Linked DNA regions of Zea mays: region 1 is linked to region 2. The links are chromatin contacts, called in public Hi-C maps. All regions are on one chromosome and are shown on one strand. Each heading gives the region's core, a stretch centred on a gene start, on an enhancer-like site or on the middle of the called end of the contact. The rest is flanking DNA. Distances are from core to core; before and after follow the strand shown.

Region 1 (4,044 bases), core at 500-2,999, 150 kb after region 2:
AGTCACGTTCGGATAGGCCAATCAGGGCGATAATCTAATTTTCCTAAGAGATTTATATTTTCTCAATGAAAATTAGTTTATTTTCTCTTAGAAAATTAGGAATTCTTCTCAAACTAACTCTCAAAGTTATTGCCACATCAGATGAACGTGGGCCCCTGCCATCCTCCTGGCTGTCACGGTCGCGTCATGTAGAGTAGAGGGGTCAAATAGGACCCGGTACGGTACCCACTACCCCTCTATCTCACGCCCGTGTTGCTCGCAATTTACACGGGGTGTCATTGCCAGCCGCAGCGGTTCCTCTTAAATTTCTCCCCGTATATCACTTTTTGTGTCACATCATCAACATTTCATCCTCTACTTTTTCATCAACCGCAGTGGTTCCCCTTATATTCTCCTCATATACTCCACTACAACTGTAAAATATCATTATCCAATCATATTCATCATCTATTAACATTTTTTTCACATATTTAAAAATCACCGTACAAATAAACAGTGAAAGGGGACAATAAACTCACACTGGCTACAGCGTGTTCTTGTTCTTTTCCACCGCGTGGAGGGCCTTACGAGGGGCTGCGCTGCGCGCAGGGACGGCTCTCTAGCCGCATGCAAGAGGAGGGGCTGCTGCGCGGCGACCGCTGCTGTCAGGCCCACCCCCAGCGTACAGCCAGCAAAGTCGACCGCCTCATCTCGCCCCAGCCCCACGGCACCGCACCACGTGGATCTGACAGTCGGCCATTGCCGTCTGGGCCCTCGTGGCAGTGGAGGGACGGTAACAGATACCGGCCCAAGTTGGCCCGGCCGTTCAGCGATGTCCATCCACCCAGCTGCAGTTATTCCTCAGAGGAAAGGGTTTCGCCCTGGATGTCGTCGTATTCACGGCCTTGCCACTCGCAAGGACGTTTTGTTTGCTCTCCATTTTATTACTCATGAGGTGACTTTTGCGATGGCACCTTGATAGTTATACTATTCATATGACTCCGTTTTCAGTCCCTGGCCGACCTTCCCTGCCCACCTTGGCTGTTAGTTAATTATTTTGGATCAAAATTCTTATGCTCCGATCAAATCTTATAAGAGGAGCGATGTCTGCAGCAACACTCTCTAAATTCATTATCTATATTCATCTTTTATAGCCTCCTTTAAATTTTTTTCTTTATATCTCCTCTCATTCCAACAACGTTCTTTATATCTCGTTCTCTATACATAATACCTAAATTAAATACATATTTTACTTTAAATTTTTGTACATTTTTATACTATCAAATGCATATTTTAGTTTTGATAAATATGTTGTTTTAAATATTAAAATAGATAGAGGAGAGAGAAACACAGAAACTCTCTATTTATAAAAAATATATATTAAACTCTCAAATGTATTGTGCATATTAAAATTTCTTCTGTAAGTAATTTCCCCTTATAATATATTGAAGCGGCAAGTCTTTTGCCACTTCATTTAAAAAAGAGAGAGAAACTCTATATATATAGGAGAGAAAAACTTTATATAAAAATCTTAGAGGATGTTGTCGTAAACATAAAGGATGACAATCTAATCTAAAATTTAGGATAGAGGAGGCTTTAGAAGACCAACTGGAGAGAGTCTAAATGTGTAAAACTACAAAAGGTAAAGGCGTAGACTGCAAAACCTCAACCAGTGAATAAAATAAAATATTACAGGAAATCTTTACCGGCCATGCAGGAAGAGGAGGACAAAAGAGGGCAGCTTCGGCAAGATCTTGAGATGTGTGAAGACTGCAGAAGACACCGCATCAGGCACCACCGTCCACCACACCACCACCTTCATCAATTCCTGCAACGTCCAGCCACGCCCTCCCCACAGGACATCCACCCCCAGTCTCATCACCCAGGAGGAGCGACGAGGAATCAAGCAGCCAGCTAAACAACCAACCCCATCGTCGGTAGATAGCCACGCTGCTGGGCTCGATCCGGCCGATCGATCGCATGCGGCACCTACGGATGCCCCACGCATCCGTCTTCTGAGATCTCGGTTGCTCCATGGGGAGCGGCAAGGCATCGTCCCCGCCAGGCGCCGCTGCCGGCGGGAGCGCCCCGCCGCCGGGCGGCGCCGTCGTCTGCTGCATGTGCGGCGACCGCGGCGTCCTGTCCGAGCTCTTCCGCTGCTCCGCCTGCTCCGTCCGCTCCCAGCACACGTACGTGCATCCGTCCACACCCTCCGGTCTCTCTAATCAATTCTTTTGTCATCTCAATGCGCGTCGTCGTCGCCCATGTCCGTACCTGCGGCCGATCCCTAATTCGATCTGCACTTGCAGTGGCATCGATTACGGCACTTATGAAAATATATTCTAATTTCGTTGATCTCTTTTATTTGGTTGCGACTGTTTGCGTCGGGGATTTTAATCACATTATTTAGGCGCTTTTATTTGTGAATCGAATCGATCGGGGCCAGATGTACATGTGCCTTATCTAGCTGCGGCTTTGGTTCCCCACATATATATACACTATACTATATTACTATCACTATTTCTGATAGCATTAGAAATTTCTCCAATGAATATATGCAACGATGCTGGATGCGTGGTTCTCCTGCGCATTCTCGAAGAAGAGAAAAAGGCTGTCGATCGAATTCAGAATATAATCTTGAAGAACCACGCCATCTAGCCGCGCGCTTTGAATCTAGAAATGCCCACCACACTATCGAACTGATAGTTCATGGGTTGATGTCAACCTGCACAACCTTTTTTTTTTCTGAACAACACGTGAACCTGCAGAAACTGCTCGTCAGCGCTTATTCTCGCCCCCATAAAAACTCCAAAATGGTACCATCATTTTTGTGTACTGTACATACATCTCGTCTCCATTTCCCCGCCGACGATCCCTTTCGTCTTGCCCGTCCTTATAGTTTGCTCCGGACACTTTCCCTCACGTCCCCAAATTTGTCAAACGAAACGGGGCCCACATGCACATTCGCTGGACGTTGATTTTTTTTTTGTTTCAAAAAATTATAGAGCTGATTTTTACCCGAATATTACAGCGCCACTGTTTATTACCAGCGGGTCTTAATTAGTTCACGTGAAAATGTACGTGTTCACCTCATAATTTTGCATGCAACAACGTACATACACGCCAGAATATATAAATCTATATTTACATGACCATCTGGCTAATGTATATTAATTCTGCTGTTCGCGTATGTACGTGTACGTGATCGTGTATCCAGATACTGCACGGATAGGTACCCGAAGGCGGAGTCGTACGGCACCTGCAACTGGTGCCTCAGGGCGGATGGGCGCGTGGCTTCTACTTCTAACTCGCCGAGATCCGCTGGCAAAGCGGCTGCCCGGCCGCCATCTCACGGTGGTGACACGATCGGCAGCGGAAGATCGCCCAAGGTTGCCGCTCGTGGCGACTTTGCGTCTTCCAACCTGAGCAAGCCTGTCAAGAAGCAGCATGCGCAGCGGATCCTGCTGCGGCGGTCGGCGTCGGACCTTGGCAGCCGCGTTCCTACCGACCACAACGCGCCGCCGTCGCCCGGCGTCGCGCGTGGCAGGCCGAAGGTCCGGAGGTACAAGCTCCTGGAAGAGGTGATCAGTAGCTAATAATAGTCTAACTAGCGATACCCGGTGCGGTGTCGATGTCGTGGAAAACATTATCGAGTGCGTGTGCGTATTAGATGTATAATACGTACGTGCATGTGTATCTAGCTAATATATAGGGGTAGACACGGCATCTTGCGGTGCTGCCATGCATGCATGGAAATACTACGTGCTGATCGATCTCAAGCATTACTCAGGGTGCTCGCGTCGTGTTGTATTTGTATATGAGGTATTGTATAAAGCATCGGTTCCCACGGTTTCTAACATCGTCGTGGGAGTTATGCATAAATGAGCACACTACCTCACTGGTATTCTTTTACAAGTGTCTCAAACATTTGTAAAAGTTTTTTTATACTCGGTAAAACCTTTGCCTAGTGTTACACTCGATAAATATTTTATCGCAAATGATTCTATGACAAAATGATTTCAAATAAAAAAAATTCGTAATTACACAGTTTTATAATATTTCAAG
Region 2 (4,004 bases), core at 174-2,673:
ATCCACTTGTTGCACAGCATCAACAAGGCGCTCAAAGACATGGCGACGCATGCGGAACCTACCATAGAATTCATGTGTCATAATAGGGGTCGTAGAGTTTTGTACATGGTAAAAAGAATGTGTTAATTGTAAATACCTCCTACGAAATTGAGCATCCGTGTACACGGGGTTGGCTCCAAAGTAGTCCGCTCGGATTCTTGCATCGCCGCTCATGTGATCACGATGAATCCTAACACGCCCTGGAATCGAACCACCATGACGACGCTCATTGCGTGCACGTCGCCTCCTATTGACCATGTGCCTCGCCAACTGCAACTCTTCTTCTTCCTCTTCCATTTCTTCCATCAAGCGCACAAGAAAATTGTTTTCTAAGTAGGGATTCATGGTAGTCGAGTTTGTAAAGGCAAGGTTGAGTGAAGTATGGAAGGGTCACTTGGTATTTATAGAGGAAGTACGCTTCGGATAGAAGACAAGCGCTTGTCGTGCAAGGGAAGCAAGGCTATGGCTTCTCGAAGAAGAGTACTGGCTTACGGTGCAAGATTGTCCATTTTAAAACTTATTTTGGCAACAATATTATAGTATGTGGCGCGTTACCCACAACAATTACACAACAACAAAACAATCAATGTAATTATTATTGATATTTCGAATTTATTGCTTTAAAAATTAATAAATACAATTTTTTCGGATCATTTGTATAGTGTCAAATGATAACAAAACAAAGAAAAATGAAAAAGAAATGGAAAATGTGAATCTGTTAACACTGTAGCTTTAGGGGATGGAATTTAGAGGACGCTGCTGGAGACGGAGAATATATAGAGGACAGAATCTTTTAGAGTGTTCTGTAAAGGACAGAGAATATTCCTTTAGGGGACGAAATTTAGGGGACGCTGCTGGAGACAGCCTAACACTGTGGCTATAGGGGACCGAATTTAGAGGACGTTGCTGGAGACTGAGAATATATAGAGGATAGAATCTTTTAAAGTGTGCTGTAAAGGACAGAGAATATTCCTTTAGGGGATGAAATTTAGGGGACGCTGCTGGAGATAGCCTAAAGAGCGTAGAAAACTGTTTGAAACTCTATATTTAGAGTACACCAGCCTAAGACCCTGTTTGTTTCGGATTATAATCTCTTTAGATTATATAATCCAGCGCAAATAATCCAATAGGTAAACAAACATATAGATTATGAGTTCAGATTATATAATCTAAAGCCCAGATTATGATAATCTCATAATCTCCTAAGAGTAGCTTATTTGAGATTATTTTGGCAAAAAACCCACTACCTATGGTTATGTAAATAGAAATTACAATATATGCCATACTTCTTTTCTCACCTCAAATAAACAAACAAGGGTATTACTGTCTAAACAAACAGGCCTAAATTTGTTCTTGCACGTTTGGACGATTGTAGGCCCCACCTGGGAGCCCACGCCTTGGTCAGCAGTGGCTCCACGCGTCTCCGACCGGCTGCCCCCCACTCCCCCACTTCGACCCGGGGGCGCCCTCTCTCTGTCTCCGGAACCCTTCCAGCCTTCTCGCTCCTGGAACCCAGACCTCAACCCTTCCGTCCCCGACCATCGACCCCCGAAGGACCTGGCGGTGTCCAGATTTCCAGAAGCATCCCCCATCCAGCCCCCGGCGATCGTGCGGAACCTGGCGGCTGGGGACGCGGGAGAAGCGGCGAGGGCTAGCTGGAGATGGACACGGCGGAGAAGATGCGGTGGCCCTTTTCGGACGGCAGCGTCACCGATCTCCTGGACGCCCGCAGCCTCCACGGCTCCCCCGTAAGGCCCCGTGGAGCAGCAAACCCCTGGGATTTCTCCTAGCGCTTTAGGCGGCATTTATGCTTTGCTTTGGATCGAATTGGTCGATTCGTAAGGGTTCGTGTCGGCGAATCGATGATTCAAAGTGATTGGCGGGGGCGGTTTTGGATGAGTTAGTGGGTGCTGGGTTGCATTTCCGGATCGTTACTTTTGATTAGGTTGAAACTCAGAAGGGTTTGTGGACATGGAGGAACCAGCTGTTGTTCGATGCGCAGCCTGATACCAGTAATTGGATTAGAATAGCGGTTTGCTATATACCGTATCTGTCTTTAGAAATTAATTAATATCGGGCCACTTCTGAAATGGTGCAGTATCAAGTTGACTTCAGAATTCTTGCTCTTTATGTGGTGCAAACCTGAAACAACCTGCTGAATGTTCAAGGTGAAAGTGAAACAATACAAAAGAACACATATTGATCTATTCTTGGTGGTGGTGAGGTCTTTAGGTAATGGTGAAATGATATGGCCTTTTGTACTATATGTGTGTGTGTGTAAATGGAGAAATGGATTAATTGAGTGATGTTATTTCTCACAAAAATGTACTTAATGTTTTGTGTGCAGAGTGTGCATACAGCATACTGGTCCTTACCACCTAATATGTGGCATGCTCTTCGCAGTAGCTCTTTTCTTCTCAACTTACATATGTATGGTGACTTATGGACCAGTTATAAATACATGGGCAGCAGCAACAACAACAACAACAACAACAACAAAGCCTTTTATCCCAAGCAAGTTGGGGTAGGCTAGAGTTAAAAACCCAATAGAAACCATAATCAAGGTTCGGGCACATGGATATCTGTTTTGCATGCATTTCTATACAAGGCTAAATATTTGGGCATGGACCATCCTTTCAAGTCCCCTTTTGCTTTTTCTTCCTATGTCAATTTCGGTCTTCATCTTCCTCTCTTCTCATTGCTACCGTGCCTTAGGATCCCATTATGCACTGGCACCTCTGGAGGTCTCCGTTGGATATGTCCAAACCATCTTATCGGTTGGACAAGCTTTTCTTCAATTGGTGCTACCCATAGCCTATCACACATATCATCGTTCTGGATTCAATAATTATTTATTTATTCATGAAACTATATTCAGGAATAAAAGAAGGCAGCAAACATCATATATAAGCCTTGAAGAAATTGATCCACCACATGAAACATGTCATTTGTGTTAGAAAGAGCAATGAAAAGGAACACCAATGCCCCCAAGGCCCCAACTATCCACATTCTTGTTTGCTTAGTTACCAGGCAAAGAGGTCTGGTCCAGCATCACCATCAACTGAAGCATTCACGACAAATGGCTCTTCTTTCTTGGAATTTGATTTTATATAGTTCAGCAACTGCTTTCCTGCAGCATTACTTGGTTAGGTATTACTCTCTCCGTTCCAAATTATAAGTTGTTCTGGCTTTTCTATATACATAGCTTTTGCTATGTATGTAGACATACACTATGTCTATATACATACCTTTTACTTATGTACCTTGAAAAGCCATGATGGCTTATAATCTAGAACAGAGGGAGCATATCTTGAATTATCAAGACACTTAATTAGTTAATTGTATCTTTTGTACTGTTCTTCTTTGCTCTTGCATTTTGTAATTGTGCATGTCTTGGTTATGGTTTAAGCCAAAGTATAACGTAAGTGCAACTAATATTTTATCCTCTGCAGGACATTAAGAAAAAAGCACAGTTTCATTCTTCTCTAGTGCAAAAGCTTGCTTTGGAAAAGGAGATGGAGGTATCTAAGTAACAATTTCATTCATTGTCTTACCATGTGCATTAATATATGTTGGCAATCTTATGTTGGCGTGCTGGAATTTATGTGGGCTGTTGAGTAAAAAGCTGAAGTTTCTTTTCTTTTGCTTTGCTTGCTTTTCAGATGTACTTTCTTTTGTGTTTTTGAACAGGGTCATGTTGGTTGCGTGAATGCTATCGCGTGGAACTCAAGTGGTTCGCTTCTTGTATCAGGATCAGATGACACTAGAGTAAGTTTCTAAAGCCTAGATTGGTTAGCAAACATTATTTTTTTCATGATCATTTTGGTTTATTTGGGTTCTCAAATCTCACTTCTCTTTCTGAATTATAGTCCCTGGAAGTTGCTTTGAGAGATTTATGAACTTCTTTTGTCTTTTGCATCAATATGCCTTGGTGTTTTCCCTTACAGAAGAACTAAGTCATAAGT

What was found. Hi-C and Micro-C count contacts between places; a contact is called where the count stands out from the background.
Region 1: a contact with region 2 is called in a Hi-C map of leaf, with 4 times the contacts expected there. The contact joins the promoter of LOC100277316 here to the promoter of LOC103631824 in region 2. A contact is called at or near these places in 3 of 25 Hi-C or Micro-C datasets (leaf and tassel).

The regions. Positions count from the first base shown.
Region 1 is chr1:18,782,405-18,786,448 of Zm-B73-REFERENCE-NAM-5.0, forward strand. It overlaps LOC100277316, which reads left to right and starts at 1,750. Exons shown (of 2, transcript NM_001150916.2): 1 at 1,750-2,168; 2 at 3,197-3,891. The coding sequence starts at 2,014. The coding sequence ends at 3,575.
Region 2 is chr1:18,634,230-18,638,233 of Zm-B73-REFERENCE-NAM-5.0, forward strand. It overlaps LOC103631824 (DDB1- and CUL4-associated factor 8), which reads left to right and starts at 1,424. Exons shown (of 20, transcript XM_020545330.3): 1 at 1,424-1,787; 2 at 3,492-3,560; 3 at 3,730-3,807. The coding sequence starts at 1,701. It overlaps LOC103631823 (protein ALP1-like), which reads right to left and starts at 409. Exons shown (of 2, transcript XM_008653575.4): 1 at 137-409; 2 at 1-58. The coding sequence starts at 384.